Linked DNA regions of Triticum aestivum: region 1 is linked to region 2. Evidence: chromatin contacts called from public Hi-C data. All regions are on one chromosome and are shown on one strand. The core of a region is the stretch at or near the end of the contact, and the rest is flanking DNA. Distances in the headings are between cores, read along the strand shown.

The links. Hi-C and Micro-C count contacts between places; a contact is called where the count stands out from the background.
Region 1: a Hi-C map of leaf shows a contact between it and region 2, with 4 times the contacts expected there. The contact joins the promoter of LOC123133739 here to the promoter of LOC123136117 in region 2. A contact is called at or near these places in 2 of 5 Hi-C or Micro-C datasets (both in leaf).

The regions. Positions count from the first base shown.
Region 1 is chr6B:128,757,134-128,761,545 of IWGSC CS RefSeq v2.1, reverse strand. LOC123133739 reads left to right here and starts at 2,366. Exons shown (of 1, transcript XM_044553153.1): 1 at 2,366-3,546. The coding sequence starts at 2,486. The coding sequence ends at 3,274.
Region 2 is chr6B:128,600,741-128,604,870 of IWGSC CS RefSeq v2.1, reverse strand. It overlaps LOC123136117 (synaptotagmin-5), which reads left to right and starts at 1,279. Exons shown (of 13, transcript XM_044555412.1): 1 at 1,279-1,573; 2 at 2,750-2,854; 3 at 3,015-3,065; 4 at 3,198-3,318. The coding sequence starts at 1,469.

The DNA.
Region 1 (4,412 bases), core at 1,117-3,616, 160 kb before region 2:
ATGGACGTTTCCATTTCTGCAATGAATATGACGTCTCATATTCATTTTGTGTCTGTAATGGACTCTCCAATTTTGACCGGTAAAACATTGCATCGGCTTGTTCCCTTAACCCGCGGCGTGCGCGTGCGTCGTGGCGAGGCAGGCGGCAGAGGAGGAGGAGCGCGCGTGTGGAACACCTCTCCTTCCTTCACCAACTCATACTAGTGGCAGAAGAGCTCACCTTATAAATTGATGTACATCTCTCTCAACTAGCCATGTGGGACTAAATTTCCCACCACTCCCTTGACAGCATGGGCCCTTAGGGATTTTCCTGAAATTGTTAAGTGGGCCATTAGCCCAACTAATATTCAGCAAATACTTCCGACGACATCCTTCTTCAAGATGAAGTAGTCATCATAGACCCATAAACCATTGTAGAGGCGAACAACACTCGATGTCACTTGATTGATCCCTTGTAACAAAACATGTTACCCCACATGTTGTGTGTCTGCAAGAACCGCCTTTATCATCGCCGTTTCATTCTCATATTCGTCTTCACCTGATAAGGACGAATACATGAGGTTCCCGTAGAAGTACTCCGTGTCCGGATGCATCGTGTTTGCTTCAAAGTAAGGACAAAGAAGTCAATTTTTTTGTCTATGACATTCGGCCGAACACTTGTTGGGCATGGTGTCCTCCATGAACGACATCTGAAGTGGCAGAAGGTATATGGAGAACTGTCGGGTCAAGGGTGGTTCCACAGTGTTGCTGGTCTAACGGTGGAGGTCCGTCAAGGCCTCGGCGGTGGCGCAGCGACGACGTTGGATCTGGGAGGTAGCGGATCCAGAGAAGGAATGAGGGACGGAGCGAGGAAAACAAAGGGTCTGGGTTGGGTTTTTGAGGCTTCCCCAATTTCGTTGCAGATCGTCTGGAAAATAAATAGATGAATTTGAGAGAAGCGGAGCTAGCTCGCCAGATTTTGTTGAACTTAGCTCAGATAAATGGTATATAAACTGCAATGCACATAAAGAAACATTAAATAGAATATAAAAAAGACAAGAAAAAAGGACCCCAATAACTGACGAATGTCAGTTAAGAAGGGTTGGCATTTGCAGGCGAATTTCATCTTTGTTTTTAGTCATAATAGAGGGATGACAACTTCTTTAGAATATAGTATGTCGGTTCCTTACAGAGAAGGCAAATTTTGTTTGTAAACTGGGACTGTTTGATCTCGATCAAACAGCTATGAGGGGAGTCACTGGAACTGCCAGAAATTTGACGTTCACCGATATCATTATCGAAAACAAAATTGATTTGTCAGACTGCGAATAGTACCAATATGGCAATGCGTTACTGTTTATATCCCAGCTTTGAATTTGGCAATGTTCATAGTTTGGCTTATCTGCACCTTTTTACTATGAAGGTATGTAGTATGATAATACTTATTTTGTTTTAATTTTTTCCTTTCCGGTTCCACTACCGCTGCAGATTAGAACCTGACAACGCCACAAAAAAAGCAAGAAATGGTGAACCGATCAATTCAAAGCACCCCCGCCGCTTTGCACGGCTAACAGAAGTTGGCACCGAGCAAAAGCAAAAGCAATCTTGATTTCGACACAAGTAGGGGGGTCTGAACTGTCTTCCATATATCACTTTTCTGTTCATCCCCTGATCCGATGAGGTGCCAAAGCGGTTTCCACTTGTCCTCGCTCCACCTCCCCGCGTGCGTCGTCGGCGTCGCGATCCTCGGCCGTCGGCTGCGCGCTCGGTGCTTCAGAATTCGGTTCCCGGAACGTAATTTTGGACTATGTAGTGTAGTGCACCTCGCATGGCGGCCCCCCTTGCCTAGCACGCCCGATCAGCAAGACTTTTTTTTTTTGGTGTGTGTGTGTGTTAAAAAAACGCTTGTTTTTGCAGCCCCGTCTAGAAGCGTGGTGGATCCGGGGAAGGAAATGGTTTCTGTGGGGACGAGCGAACGGGAGGGAAGTTCCTCGGCTGTTCGTGGCAAACAGAGGAACGTGAATAATCCACGGAAAGAAAAGAGAAGAAGAATCGAAGCGGGGATGCCGTTGAGGCGCAGCCAGCCGGCCGTCGGGACCGGACGAGGCAAGCCCAAGGAGAACGATCGACGACCACGGACGGGCATAGTAAAAGACCGCGTCGTTGTCGATCGGGGCCACGGCCTGCGCGCCTACGCCACCGGTGCCGTGGCCCCGCGTGCCGCGTCCGTGCGTGGCCAGCACCAGCGGCTTCCCTTCCAAGCAACCGAATCCATCCAAGCACGGCTCGGCCTCGCTTTCCCTTGCTCCTCACGCCCACGCCCCCGGACGCGTCGCCCCTCCTCCCCACGCGCATTCGCCTCTCCTTTATAAACGCGGGCCACGCCGCCCGCCACACACCAGTCACACTCACACGGGTTCAGACACATCGCCTCGCCTCGGCCCGCTGTTCGCCGCCACCAGCTAGCTAGTCCAGCGCCACCGCCAGGCAGCCCACGGCCGCAGCAATGGCGCGTCTCGCCACCATCCTCAGCTTCGGGGACCACGCCGAGGAGGGCGCCGGCGCCTTCACGGAGCCGCAGGAGGACTACCAGCAAGAACACGACGACGACGACGACGCGGCGTCGGACGCCAGCGGCGACAGCTTCGAGTTCGCGTTCGCGCGGCCGCTGGCGCCGGCGGGCGGGGAGGCGCTGGCCGACGACCTCTTCGCGCACGGCCGCATCCTCCCGGCCTACCCGGTCTTCCACCGCCGCCAGGCCCACGACGACGACGCCTCGGCCTCGGCCACCTCCGCGACGGCGCCGCCCTCGCCGGACACGTACTGCGCGTGGGCGCCGCGGTCCGCGCCGGGGTCGCCCGCGCGCGAACCGGCCGCCTTCCCCAAGAGCGCGTCCACGGGCACGGGCGAGGCCGCGCGCCGCTTCCGCCTGCGCGACATCCTCGGCTCCGGCGGCCGCTCCCACAGCGACGGCAAGGAGAAGTTCCTCTTCCTCCAGCCGACTCCCGCCAAACCCAAGTCCAAGACGAGCGCATTATCCGCCGCGTCGGCTCCGGCCAACAAGAAGACTTCGCAGCAGAAGCAGGGCAAGAAGAAGGGCGCGGCCGCCGCTCCGACGGAGATGGACATGGCCACCGCGCACAGGCTCTTCTACAGCAAGCCCGGAGCCGCGGCCGGCCCCGGCGGCGAGAGGACGACGACGACGACGAAAAAGTCGTACCTGCCCTACCGGCCGGCCATCGTCGGCTTCTTCGCCACCGCGCACGCGCTGCGCCCCAAGCACCACCCCTACTAGCCATCACATCCCATCCCCTGCTCCGCTGCTGCCACGATAAATCTCATCAAATTAAATTAGTTCGTTAATTCGTTCTTTTGTCAGATTCCACGCTCCCGGAAAAAAAGAGATTCGGTCAAATCGCTGGTTCTCGTTGGTGTGTAAATATAAAATCGCGTGCTTTCTTGACCCTGAACTTGTCAATTTCCAGCTACGGCACGTACCCTATAGTTTACTGCCAATTGTGAATCCATCTGTCTTGTAAATTAGTCAGCTAATTCACCCGAGACCAACAGTTTGGTGTAGATTAGTCATCAGTTAATACGAGTTGGTGAGTTTGGATAATCTACTGCTAGCAGTAAAAGAAACTGACCTTTCTGGACTCTGAACTCGTCAAATTTGGCGCTGCATTTCCGTGTCAGCTCCGCAGGGCTGTGCATGCGTCCGTCCGAGCTGATCCTGTCTCGCGGATTACCGCAGTTTGTTATTCCCGGACCAGTACAAGTTGGCGAGTTTGGATAATCCATTAGAAAATCCGAGCATTCTCGGTTGGAAAACAGCCATGGATTGACCGTTCTGGGTCAAAGGATTTGCGTTTGAGGGAGGAGATTCCGTTCCGTCCGAAGTAGGTGGCTGCGAGGAAATATTCCACGGGTTGCACGAGGGGAGTTGCCGGGGAGCTAGCTGGGCCCGACCCTACGTATGCGCGTGCTGGTTCTTTCCGTTTGTGTGCATGATCATCTATCTATGTATCAAAACGCGGTCAAGGTTCGTTGTGAACGTGCACTTGTTTATCAACGGTATTGAAGAGCGCGGCGAAAGCCAGGTTCATGTTCTTCTTCTAGAACGTGGTACTTTTCCCGATTTGGGAACCCGAGAGGGCAGAGGACTGGGGAGTCGGAATCGACCGACCAGGCTGATTTGCTAGTCAGCACACGCGGAGCTAGGCTCGATTTGTCGTTGTAGAACCGTGATTATAATCTGTCGTGATAATATCATCGCATAATGAATGGTGTAATTCTGCTCCTGCATCACGTCTCACGTGGAATCAAGCTAGCAGCGGAACAGAGAACCAATCTGCGATTGAATGGTTATTAAGAAATGAGGTTGTGTCCTCGTCCTATCAGGGTTTAAGCCCTAGATTCACACATGTATCGGA
Region 2 (4,130 bases), core at 30-2,529:
GAATCCTACGGTGACGATCAGGGCTACCAAGGAGGCGATTGCCCTTCTTCATCTTCCACGTCGAGATGCGATGATCCTGCCTGGTTTCGGTTGGAGACCACCTGATGAGGGACTCGTCAAGATATCCATAGACGGTGCCTTAAACCTAGGAGATGGCAGAGGAGGTGCGGGAGGAGTGGCTAGATCCTCTTCGGCGCTCCTAGGAGCATGGTGCAAACCATATTTGGGTATTTCTGATCCCTTGATTATGGAGGGATTATCACTACGAAATGGAGCTCGATTCGCTTCACTTTGAGGATTCTCGCATGTGGTCATGGAAACCGCTTGTTTGGAGATGGTGATGCTCTGGAATACTCGCAACAATTCTCGGTCAATTGTGGCTCCTTTATTGTTAGAATAGGAGAGCTATGTAATAATTTTACTTCATTTGATATTTAGCATGTATCCATGTCAGCTAATGTCCCGGCGCATCTGTATGCAAAGCGTGCTTGCACTCTGAATGTGACCAATAGCTGGCTTGATGAAACTCCGGGCTTTTGTTGACCAGCCAGGCTGACTGTTTCAAAAATGCCTTTATATGCGAAAGTGCCTTTCTGCTCCCGAGCTCATTTGAGCTCGGTGAACAGTAAAATAAAAAAAAATCAAAGAAAATTCAAAAAATTCCAAATTTTTTTGGGGAAAAACATTGACAAAAGTTCTAAGTGCTTGCAAAAATTCATCATGAAATCACATTCCTGTAAGGCGTGGCAAAAAAAAACAAATTCAGGCTCCAAAATACTTTTGAAAGTAGCATTTTCTGAGTACCGATTTTGTTTTTTTTCCACGCCTCCTAGAAATGTGATTTCATAACGAATTTTTGCAAGCACTTAAAACTTTTGTCAATGTTTCTCCCAAATTTTTTTTGAATTTTTTTAAAATTTTGTCGACTTTTTTCAATTTTACTGTTCACCCGAGCTCAAATGAGAGCTCGGGTGCAGAAACTCCACGTCCCTTTATATGAATATAAAGCTCTTTGGTTTCAGAAAAAAAAAAGCTTGCCCGTGATCTTCACCACGTGGCCCTCCGGTGGAACACGTGCCCTCAGCTGGAACGGTGGAAGCCATAGGAAGCACACGGAGAGGCATCTGGTCCATTCCGTCCCCATCTCCAAGCAAGGAGCCACAACCAGACCAGAATATTAAACGCAACACAAATCTCCACACACTACCCGCTGCCGAGCCCGCCAATCTATCTGCGTGGCACGTGCCCCGCACCGTGACCGACGCCCTACGCAAAGCACATCTCAGAACAGAAACGAATAGTTGTCCCAGTAAAAAGGAGAACATAAATTCCTTTTGGCGAGGCGAAAAGCGGAGCAGCGCTCCTGCGCGCACCTTCTCTTCTCCTCATCAATCAATCCAGCCCGAACACCACCACGCACCCACCTCGGCACGCGGGAGGCAGGCTGTGGAGGGCGGCGAGGCGAGCCATGGCGTTCCTCTTCGGCGCCTTGCTGGGGCTGGTGCTCGGCGTCGGCGTCGTCATGGCGTTCGCGCGCCTCGAGAATTCCCGCGCCGAGCAGCGCCGCCAGCTGGTACGCGCGACGACCCCCCCCCCCCCCCCCCCCCCCCCCCCCCCCCGGCCTCCTCGCGTTTCCAATTTCTCTTCCCCTCGCGCGCGATTACGGTGATCCGATTCCGACGCGATTCGGTTGGCCGCTGGGTTGGTCCGTCAATCTGTGCCTCTACAGGTGTTCGAAATTAGGAAATGCTGGGTTAGAACGCTGCTGATTGGAAATCAATTGCTAGTATCCATGTTGGGCGATATGATGCGGATTAATTGTGGAGCCATGGGTGGTTCATCTATACGGGCCATAATTGCTACTAGGCTTTGATCCTAATCACGCTTGTGGTTTCCAGTTTGGGTGTATTTACGGCTGTCATCAAGTGCTCCGCCATTAGTTAGCTGTGATTCAGTCTAACTCAGCTGGGCATTTCGACGAGCAGTTGGCGCGCGTCTAGCAGCACGGGGAGGACGCGGGCATGGAGCCCTCCGGCGAGGTGGCTCTGGTCCTTGCCCACCTCCGACCGTAAGGCTGCTCCGCTTGACGGCTAGGCGCGAGCTCGCGTGTATGCCAAGGCCAAGCCGCTGAATGTGTTCGCGCAGCTGGCCGTACGCACAGCTCCGCCCCGGCCCCGGCTCCCTGGCCCCTGTCAGCCTCTGTGCTCACCACTGTGAGCCGCACAAGCTCCGCGATGGCCCACACACAGGTTGTAGCCGTTGTCGGCGACCACAGCAGCGCCCTCCGACGCATATGAATGGGCTGACTATCCTCATTGAGACATTGGGGTTGGTAATGAATTAATAGTTCAATTGCAGCAATTAGGCAATACGCATATGAATTGGTTTTGACTCAGGGATTGTCAATAGCACAATCAGTTCCATTGATGGAAATGAATATATATATATATATATAGCCACAAAGACGCTCGCTACTGTGTATTGAATTGTGCACTTTGAATACGTCCTTGCATTGAAATGAGCATTCCAAAAAGTGAAAACACCTATTCTTTTGAATTAAATAATGCTTTGGTTTACTGGCTACCCTGTGCAACTCTTAGTTCCACCACTCCCACTTTTAAATTTTGGTGAGCTGTGAAAAAATTATCTTGAGAACCTAGCAACTATTATTTGATGACAAGAATATCTTCCTACAGCAACACTTGTTTGTGGACTGATCAATTCTCACCATAATTTTACCTTTCTGCAGACTGCTACAGTTTCATCTTTCTCAAAATTGTCTGTTCAAGATCTGAAGGCACTTATTCCTACTGAGTCCTATCCATCGTGGGTATCTTTCACCCAAAAGCAGAAGTTGAGCCTTTTTCTCTCTTAACTTCCTATTAAGCTTTGACCTTGGTGTTTCCAATGTTGTGCTGATACCTTAGTTTTCTGTTTTTCATAGCTTAAATGACCGAGTGACCTTGGCCTTATCTAATGTTGTACTGATACCTTATTTTATTTAACTTCTACAGCTTAAATGGCTGAACCAAGAATTGGTGAAAATCTGGCCATTTGTCAATGAGGTGCTATTCCAGCTTCATTCAAGTATCTACTAAAGTTCTGATACCAGATACTGAGTTTTCCTACTGCGTCTTTGAATAAATTAGTTCTGGATATTGGAAGTTTACTTAGGGTGGCAAGTGTGGTTATTGTAGGCTGCATCGGAACTGATAAAATCTTCTGTGGAGCCTGTATTCGAGCAGTACAAGTCATTCATTTTGGCCTCCATCCATTTCTCAAAGTTGACACTTGGTACTGTTGCTCCTCAGTTTACAGGTAGGACATCGTTATAAAATAATGATAGTTTGTTGATGGATAAATGGTCATTCTTTTTTGTATCGGACAGTATAATATACCGGTATATTATGGTATAGTTTGCGTAGATAAGCCTTTAGTTTTGCGCACAAGAATTAAGGAGTAAAGTCCGTCACCTTATTTATCCCCATGCATAGTTTATTTTTTCTCTTAAGAGACAGAACTAATTCTCTTACGTGTGCCCTTTTCACCATGTAAATTTGAGTGCCACACTTACAAGACAGTAAAGTATACCTAGAGGTTGACAAACGACTTACACAGAGAACGGTTCACTATCTACTTCAAGAAGGCTGGAAGAGGATATCAATTGGCAGCCAGAAATTATTTTTTGCTAACATTTTGTTTGATTTGGCTATGTTCTTTTGATACAGTAGCCGTAAGTGAAATATGTAGTTCAATTTGGTTCAAATATTTTGGACAATACTGCTAGTAAGAAAGTGGCCATGACTTAATTCTCATTTTCAATGGAAGGATGTAGCAACACATTGTCATTTGGCTTCCTATGCCACCCCACCCCCAACCCCTTGTGCTCTTGTTAGGCTGCAGGTGGTAGTTGTTCGCTCCTTGTATTTATATAAGAATAATGTTGCCCGACTAATGTTGGAGGAGGGAGGAATAAGTATGAGTGGCGGCATTATCTTGTTAAAAAATGATAAGATGAAGCTGGAGTTGAAACAAGAGGGGATGATTTTCCGGGGTTAGATATGTAGAGTGATTGTGTCACCAGTTATGACCAGGCATTTAGTTGGAAACTGATCTCTGTGAAACAATTT